Linked DNA regions of Mus musculus: region 1 is linked to region 2. A link is a contact called in public HiChIP or PLAC-seq data. All regions are on one chromosome and are shown on one strand. The core of a region is the stretch at or near the end of the contact, and the rest is flanking DNA. Distances in the headings are between cores, read along the strand shown. Region 1 has its middle 52 kb from the start of Gm16086. Region 2 has its middle 51 kb from the start of Gm46320.

The links. HiChIP or PLAC-seq counts read pairs in DNA pulled down with a chosen protein or histone mark.
Region 1: a contact with region 2 is called in an H3K4me3 HiChIP or PLAC-seq map of the SCID.adh cell line, with 11 read pairs. The contact joins two enhancer-like sites.

The regions. Positions count from the first base shown.
Region 1 is chr12:107,045,966-107,049,987 of GRCm38.p6, reverse strand. No RefSeq gene overlaps it. Among named protein-coding and RNA genes, the nearest start is that of Gm16086, 52 kb to the left of the region's middle. Within about 2 kb of position 2,702, at least 40 of the 459 cell types and tissues checked have an H3K27ac peak or open chromatin away from gene starts, as enhancers often do. A contact at or near this core is called in the SCID.adh cell line, where this site is marked.
Region 2 is chr12:106,581,682-106,585,673 of GRCm38.p6, reverse strand. No RefSeq gene overlaps it. Among named protein-coding and RNA genes, the nearest start is that of Gm46320, 51 kb to the left of the region's middle. Within about 2 kb of position 2,548, at least 9 of the 459 cell types and tissues checked have an H3K27ac peak or open chromatin away from gene starts, as enhancers often do. A contact at or near this core is called in the SCID.adh cell line, where this site is marked.

The DNA.
Region 1 (4,022 bases), core at 1,453-3,952, 460 kb before region 2:
GGGAGAACCCACAAGACCCTACCCTTTACCACAGAACCACTGGCTATTGTTTGATTCTTGGAGGTTCTGGGAGATGGAGAACCACTACCTTCATTTATGTACCTATTGCTGAACCCGCAGGGACATGTTTCAACACACAGCTCCAATCCCATGGTCACAGGAATGGCCATGGTTAATCTTGGTGGATCATAAAACAAAAGAACAGTCATGAGCATATGTGTGTATGTTTGTGTGTGTGTGAGAGAGAGAGAGACAGAGACAGAGACAGAAACAGAGAGACAGAGACAGAAACAGAGATAGAGAGAGAGAGAAAGAGGAGAGAGAGTATATGTGTTGTGGGAAGGGAAAAAGGTGGATGGGAAGAAAGAATGTTCAGTTTGCAAATATGCAAGGTTCACATACATACCTAAATAAAACTGTAAAAAAAAAGAAAGTACTAGTAATGAAATTACTAAAAACAAAGCCCTATCTAAAATTATTTAAAATTATTACTAAAACTACTTGAAGGGAAGCCCTACACCTCCCCCCAAAAGGCATGAAAGTAGAAGGGGAGTAGACGGAAGGAATGAGCTCAGCAGATGTGGGAGAACATAAACAGTAGCACACTGTAGACATGTGTGAAATTGTCACAAAGGAAAAACTAGGAAGAACTTGACAAACAAGGAATTCTCCCGTATCTTCAGCCAGTCTTTACCAAGTCCCAAGCCCAATATGGAAGGAAGGTCAGAACACGCTTCAAAGGCATTCCTTTGCTTTGCATTGTTTTTTTCTTTAGGTGCCAATTCCAAATAGACACTCCATTCCCAAGCAACCTAGGGTACCTCCTTGGGTGCCATGCAGTCATGGGGAATATGAGCACTAGCAGTTATGAACGGTTGTACTAATAATGATCTCTCAGATCTTAGACTGCTTTGCAAGCCGCTGTTGGGTGCATGACCTGTGATCTAGAAGTATGTGCTTCTGCCCTTGCATCCCAGACCTGGACAGCAAGGATCAGGAGGGGCGTAAGGGTCAGCCGTGGTCAAGGACGACGGGTGAGATAACTGGACCCATGCTTCCTTCTTTCATATGCATGATCACTGTGCCCTTGAAACTCTACAGGTGGAGGCTCTGAGTGATGTGCATCTCCTTAACCTACCTTAGAAAGCTCTGGATAACCTAAATCTAGCCATTCTAGCACCATGAACTAATCTATCCTTCTTGAGAGAAAACTTGCCTGGTAGTGATTTGTAATGAATTCAGTGTCATTTTCTCTTACAAAAAACAATATTTTAAAATATAGTCCTTAAAGTTTTCATATACATACACAACATATCTTCTAGATTTTTTTTTCAAAGAATCTCTTATTTTCACTTTATGTGTATGTTGAAGTGCCTGCCTGTACATCTGTGCACCGCATGCATGCGGTGCCCTTTGAGACCCGAAGAGAATGTCAAATCCCCTGGAACCAGACTTACAGGTAATTGCGAGCCTCCGTGTGGGTGCTGCAAAGTGAACCTGGGTCCTCTGTGAGAGCAGCCAGTGTTCCTAACCACTGAGCTAACTCTACAGCCTCTACAGAGTGTCTTGATTATATCCACTCTCCCCTGCACATCCCTGCAGGACACCCCAACATACCTCCTTCCTGACTGCATGTGTGTCTTCTAAATATCTTGTTTATTCATCATTTTTTTTCTTCTTTAAGTAAACTATCTGTGGTAGAGGGCAGTGATGGACTTGGAACTTTCTGGTGCACACTTCTCCTTCCCACTCCGTATGCCAGCACTTGGAGCCATCTTTTTACACATATAGACCCTTTCTGTCCATTCTTTAAAGCGCCTCTCCAGCCCCTGGCACTTGACAGACCCTCGCCTGCTGTCCACTCTTATTTCAATTCATGTAAGATGCACAGACATGGATGGAAATGGCCATGGGTTATACAAAGAGCCCACTACGTGTGTCAAAAGGATCGCACCCTGCAAGAGGATATGTCAAAGTCAGGCAGACAACTCGGTGAGAAATGACCTTAAGAGACCTCAAACTTGCTAAGCTGGCTTCCCCAGCCAGAAGTAAATGTGGTTAACATTACAGCCATATTCAAGTCTCAGTTTCAAAAACAACACGCAGTCTTCCCCCAGCACTCCCCAAACTGGGCATCCTACAAATCTTTAGAGAAGATATAGCAGGCTTCTATTTCTTTTCGGCAGTGCAGAGTTGATTTATCTCTGGCTGAACACGCCTGTGGAATGAAGATGCTTCTTCTAATGCCTCCAGAGGCCCATCGGAAGTCTGTTGTATTGCTGTTTTAGCTGAATGTTTTACTGCCGTACGCGTATTAATACTTCCAGTGTGGCCTTTTTTAAATATCCCCTCCCCCAAGTCCCACAGGCATCGTTGTACTGAGCAACAGATACGTCTTATCAATGTGCTCCTCAAACTGGAAATTCAGAGGCCCTTAAATTGAAGCTATGGAGGAATGATCACACTTGATGGCATTTAGATCTGCAAGCAGGAAGTGATGGCTGAGGGCTGGAGGTTTCTCTCCTAGCAACCGCAGGAGGGACAGTCCTTGGCTTGTTTTTCACCTGTCTGCTTTCCGGTGCCTTGTCTTACAAATTAAATCCAATTTCTCTTGCATGAGCACTCACTGCGTGCAGCATGGAAACGTCTTTTCCTTTAAGCCCTAACCACCAGAGGAAAACAAAGAACTCAGATGCCCATGGCACTGTCAGGGAGGGAGAGCGCTTCGTGGTTCTCCCATGTGGCTTTGCGCACCTGCGGTTCTCACAGCAGTGGGAGATGGCCGAAAGTGAAACCCGTGCCCGAACGGGGTACTGCCAGACAGCAAAGCCTATTTTCTGGGACTGAGACCAAATTCAGAGCCTGTGGTGGGTGTGCTGGGGAAGATACACTGCCTGTTTTTAACTGGACCAATCCGTGATCTCCAATTCCCTGCATTGGTGACAACCTCACGACTCTGACAAGAAGGCTCGAAGGGATAAGGATGGATGGACTATTTTTGTATAGATCTCTTCCAAACGTTTTCTTCACTTTCTGAAGAATACTCTCCGAGCAGAGGTTCTCAACCTATGGGTTGCAACCATGTTGGCAAACCTCTCTCTCTAAAAATATTTACATTACGAATCATAACAGTAGCAAAATTACAGTTACAAACTAGCAATCAAATATTTTTATGGTTGGTGGGGGCACTACAACATGAGGGACTGTATTCTAGTTCAAACTGATCTGAAGCTCTTAATAGTCACCACAGGATGAGTCTTTTGCTCGGCTCTCCATAGTCTAAGGCACACAGTGTTCTCTTCATACTGACATTTTGTGACCTGTAACTGTTTTCTGTTTCCTTTCTCATTCTGTGGTCTTGTCTCCTGCTCAAACATTTTGATTCTTTCTTATATCTTATCTTTGTGGCCATCGATTTTCAGTTAGTTTGTGTTTTATTTAAGATGAACCCATTCATTGAGCTTTGAATTTCAATTACTTTATTTCCAAAACCATTCTCTGATTTCCCAATTAGCTAGAGCATGCTTTTGAAAATGAATTTCTCAGTTAGCATGCAAAATAATGGTTTTGTGGTGATTCTTTTAATGTATATACATATCATGGTTCTTTATTCACATATGAACACTCCCATTATCTTATCCTTCCCCCTTCTGACTGGTCAGGTCTACCCTCAAAATCTATACTCATGTTATATGTGTGCCTGTTCATATGTGTGCATATACAGACATAAACTAGCTAATACTGGTGAGGTTTAACACAACTTTATCACATTCTACACATGTATATATAGTATAACTTGGTATGGTGACACATGACTTTAATCCCAGAACTCAGGAGGAAAAGGAAGGAGAATCTCTGTGAGTTTGAATTCAGCCTGGTCTACACAGAGAGTTCCAGGACAGTTGAGTTATATAATGAGACCCTGTCTCAAAACAAAACAAAATATAAAAAGAAAGAACCAAACCAAACTAAACCAAAAATAACATCAGTTAAAACTCTGTGAAAACTTACTGTGTAAAAGC
Region 2 (3,992 bases), core at 1,299-3,798:
TCTCAGGACCTTCATTGTTTTACCACAGGTGAAGTTGAATGCTCCACCACTGCCTGGGAGGAGGAGATGCCGATGAAGTGTCTCCTTCACTAATCAGAGGTCCTTCTATAAAGGCCCCTAGTTTTCACCAAAGCCACCAGTTGTCCTCATACTAATACCTTAGGATAGTTGTTCTCAGCTTGTGGGCCACAAACCCTTCAGGAGTCCCATGGCACCTGTCACAGGGGTCACCTAAGACCATCAGAAAACTGATATTTACATGGCAATTCATAACAGTAGCATGATTGCAATTATGAAGTAGCAATGAAAATGCTTTTAAGGTTTGCAGGTCACCACAGTGTGCGGAACTGTATGAAGGGGCCGCAGTGTCAGGACCCGCGGGGACCTGTTGCCTTAGAACACACTCTTCTGCCTTTCCCGTCGTCCAGGCAGCCTAGGGATTTGCTCTGAATTCTCTGTCTCAGTTTCACCACCAGACATCTAGCAAGACCCTCACATCTTCCTGGTCTTACGCTCCTCTGACTTCAGGGAGCTCTAGAGAGGTCTTCTTGTCCTCTCATCTTAGACTTTCACCACCCAATACCGGCCAACTACCCTTGTGATGGTTGACCACTGGTTTGCAGAGTCCTGCCCTCACCCTGCTGGAAGGGAACGGAACGGTGGACACAGCAAGGAGACATCTCATTCCTGCCCCTGAAGCTGACTGGCAGCTGGGTCTCTCCAGCAGGTAGTAAACCGTCTCCCTAGAACTGACATCTGGAAGTAGGGTAGATAAATGGCTTTCTCTGGGGTACCTATTTATCTGATTGAAGCAAAGCAGGGTTGGCTACAGGATTTGGCTCTGTGTTGTGAGATAGCGGCGGCCTTTGATGGGAAGTAAAAGCCACATCAATTGGCTCTTTTGACTGCATCTGAATACTTAGGCTTAATATTCATACCTTAAAGTTTGTAGACTGGACAGAGCATCGCCGCAGGCTTCAGAAGAGTTTTCTTTTTAATATAAAATGAAGACTATTTTATTTCCTAGTGAACAGGTGAGCGTGTGATGTGGTATGCACACACTGGTAAGAAGGAGTCATGGAGAGCACACATCTAGAATTTTCCAGAAGCCATAAAGTTTGGCTCAGTTCCTAATGTAGAGGACAGAGGCATGGATCAGGAAGCAAGGAAGGGCCCAATGAAATCTTTAGACTCTTTAGAATCAGAAGGAAGAGAAGTTGTATGGTGGCCAAATGATATTAAACATCTAATATCCTGTCTGAGTGCTAAAGTAGACTGAGCAGGATCCCAGATTTTCATGGCTCCATCCCCAGAAACTCAGGAGTTTGTGGCTCAGAGAAGGCTTTGGATGGCATACTGAGTGTCTCTGAAACCCCATCCTGTCTCCCCTCACCTGGCTATGGAGGGCGAAGCTGAAGAGCAGCCTGGTCCCCTGCATGCCTGTGCCTTGGAGATGAAATCCCAGGAGCCCACCCGGGAAATCTTCTGTCACTTGTCACGGCTGCCAAATGTCTTCTACATTAGGAGGCCAGAGAGGTTGGATCAGCCTGCAAATGGGCTGGTATTTTCCAAGAGGAACACAATTACCCCCGGAACTCACAGGAGTGGGGGAGCAAAGACAGGCAACACCCAGCTTCCTACGCAAGGGGCATTTCTGGGTTGTAGCGGTAACATAAGGACATTTGGCTTGCGCCCATTCCTATAGAGATCTGTCCTCAGAGGACTGCTGGCCAAAGCCCAGTCCTTCCTCCCAAGCTCTCAGCAGTAGGTAGCACTGCCTGACTCTACAATGAGCCTGAAGAAGCCACACCCACAGGAAAGCCAGATGCCTGGCACCGGGAAAAGTTGAGGAAGTTTAGAGAAAACAAACATGGGAAATGGAGATGATGACCTTTGATAGGATGCAAAGGGTCTTGGGTCTCTATGGGCAGCAGTCATAAGTGTGAAAGCATGCCATCGCTGACGCCATTAGCCTCTTGCTTCTCTCCTGTCGCTGTGATAAAAAGTTCAGCTAAGAACATCTTAAGAAAGAAGCTTTATTCTAGCATGTGGCTCCCAGTCAGAGTCCATCATTGAAGGTAAGTTGAGGCAGCAGAAGTTTGACACCAGTGGGCAGAGAAACACAGAAGCAAAGAAGGATTGAATGCACTCACGGCTGCACTCAGCTGACTCTAGACTTCTCACACATTCGGAGACTCAAACGGAGGGATTGGTGGCACCCATTTCAGGCTTGGTCTCCTCACCTCAGTTAAGACAGTTGAGACAAATCTCCACAGGTGTGCCCACAGACCAACCGGCTCTTGAGAACCCCTCTCTGAGACTCTTCCCAGGAAACTATAAACTTTGTCACATTGACAATTGTCACTAACCACTGCCAGGAGACTGGAAGAGACAGCACATCCATCATGAAGAGTCGCATTAGCTGACTTTCAGGAGACTCTGTGACTGCAGCTGTTAAAGAGGGAAGTCCTGCCTCACAGAGAGGCATGAGGTGTGAGCTCAGAGGTGGGGGGTCAAAGGCACAGGGCAAAGGAACAGAAAGTGCCGTGTCTCCGGCTGTCACCAGTGAGCAAACCCACGTGTGGCCATGTGGGCACAGGACATCTGTAGAGAGCAATGAGTGACTGAGAGATCCTTGGCTGAAAGACAAGAAGCGCTATATTAAGTGAGGTAACCCAGGCTCGGAACGACACCAATGTTCGCTTTTCAATTTCTAGATGTGCATGCCGATGTGGGAGTGCAGGAAGCTGGATGCCAGGAAAACAGAAAAGGGCCCTTGAGAGGAGGGGGAAATGACTTTCAGCCAAAACTACCCTATATTTAAATCTCTGTAAAAGTTATGTACTCTGTATTTAAAACCTAAAAACGTCATGTTGATTGGATTAGCATCTGAACATTTATGAGGAATCTTACACTCCTGCTTGTGCTTGCTTGCAGGCATATCTTCTCTTCTAATTAGGGATGATACTGAAAATGTTGTGCTTCTCTGCATTTTTGGTTCTGTTTCCTGTTTCTATACATTTATTTATGCACAGCGACTTTCATTTTTACTTTGGTATCTTCTGTCTTTCATTAGTTCTTACTATGTGACATTAAGTCTTCTAATAAAGAATAATTCATTTTTAAAAGATTAACCATTTTAGGAAAGACAAGAAGATCCAAGGACAAGAGCCAACTATAAAGTTTATAGCGGGTGTATATGTATATCTTGTCAATCAATCTCTCAAGCCATCGATGCTGACTGTGTGTGTGTGTGTGTGTGTGTATACAAGTGTGTGTGAGTATGTGTGTGTCCTTGTGTGTGTGTGTGAGTGTGTGTGAGTGTGTGTGTGTGTCCTTGTGTGAGTGTGTGTGTGTCCTTGTGTGTGTGTCCTTGTGTGCTTCTGTCACTAGACCCCATCCACAAGTTTCAGTTCAGAGAGAATACAGCTAAGAGAGTGTGTGAAGAAGGTTGAGAGGAATACCAGGCCACGCTCTTTGACACCAGGGCTGCTAGGACTGAACTGAGTTCCCCCAAATTCTTGTACTGAGGTCCTTCCTGCTCCCTGCATGCACTGTATCTTTGTAAGGAGATAACTCGGGTTAAATGATTGTGAACGGAGAGTCCAGAGCCCATAGAATCAATATCTTTTCCTTTTAACCGATGTCAGAGATCAACCTTTGTCTTTCCGTGGTGACAGCATGCACAGAGAAGCCCACAAGCCAGGAAGAGGACTTGACCAGAAACCACACTGCAGTTCTGTGATCTGCCTGTGGATGTGTAAATAGCCAGAGTCTATCCATGACGGACTCCTCCATGCCCACTCCCAGACCACGGCCCTTATGATAGCTCTGAGGTAATTAAAACAGGGGGAAGAAGGAAGTCAGGGCCCAGGAAGCTATAGATAACTGAAGGAATTATGGCAACAAATAAAAGGATTATGGGAAGGGTGTGGGGCCAAAAGAGCAGCAGTGATGACCTCAGACAGACGAAATCTGCTCAATGGGTCATC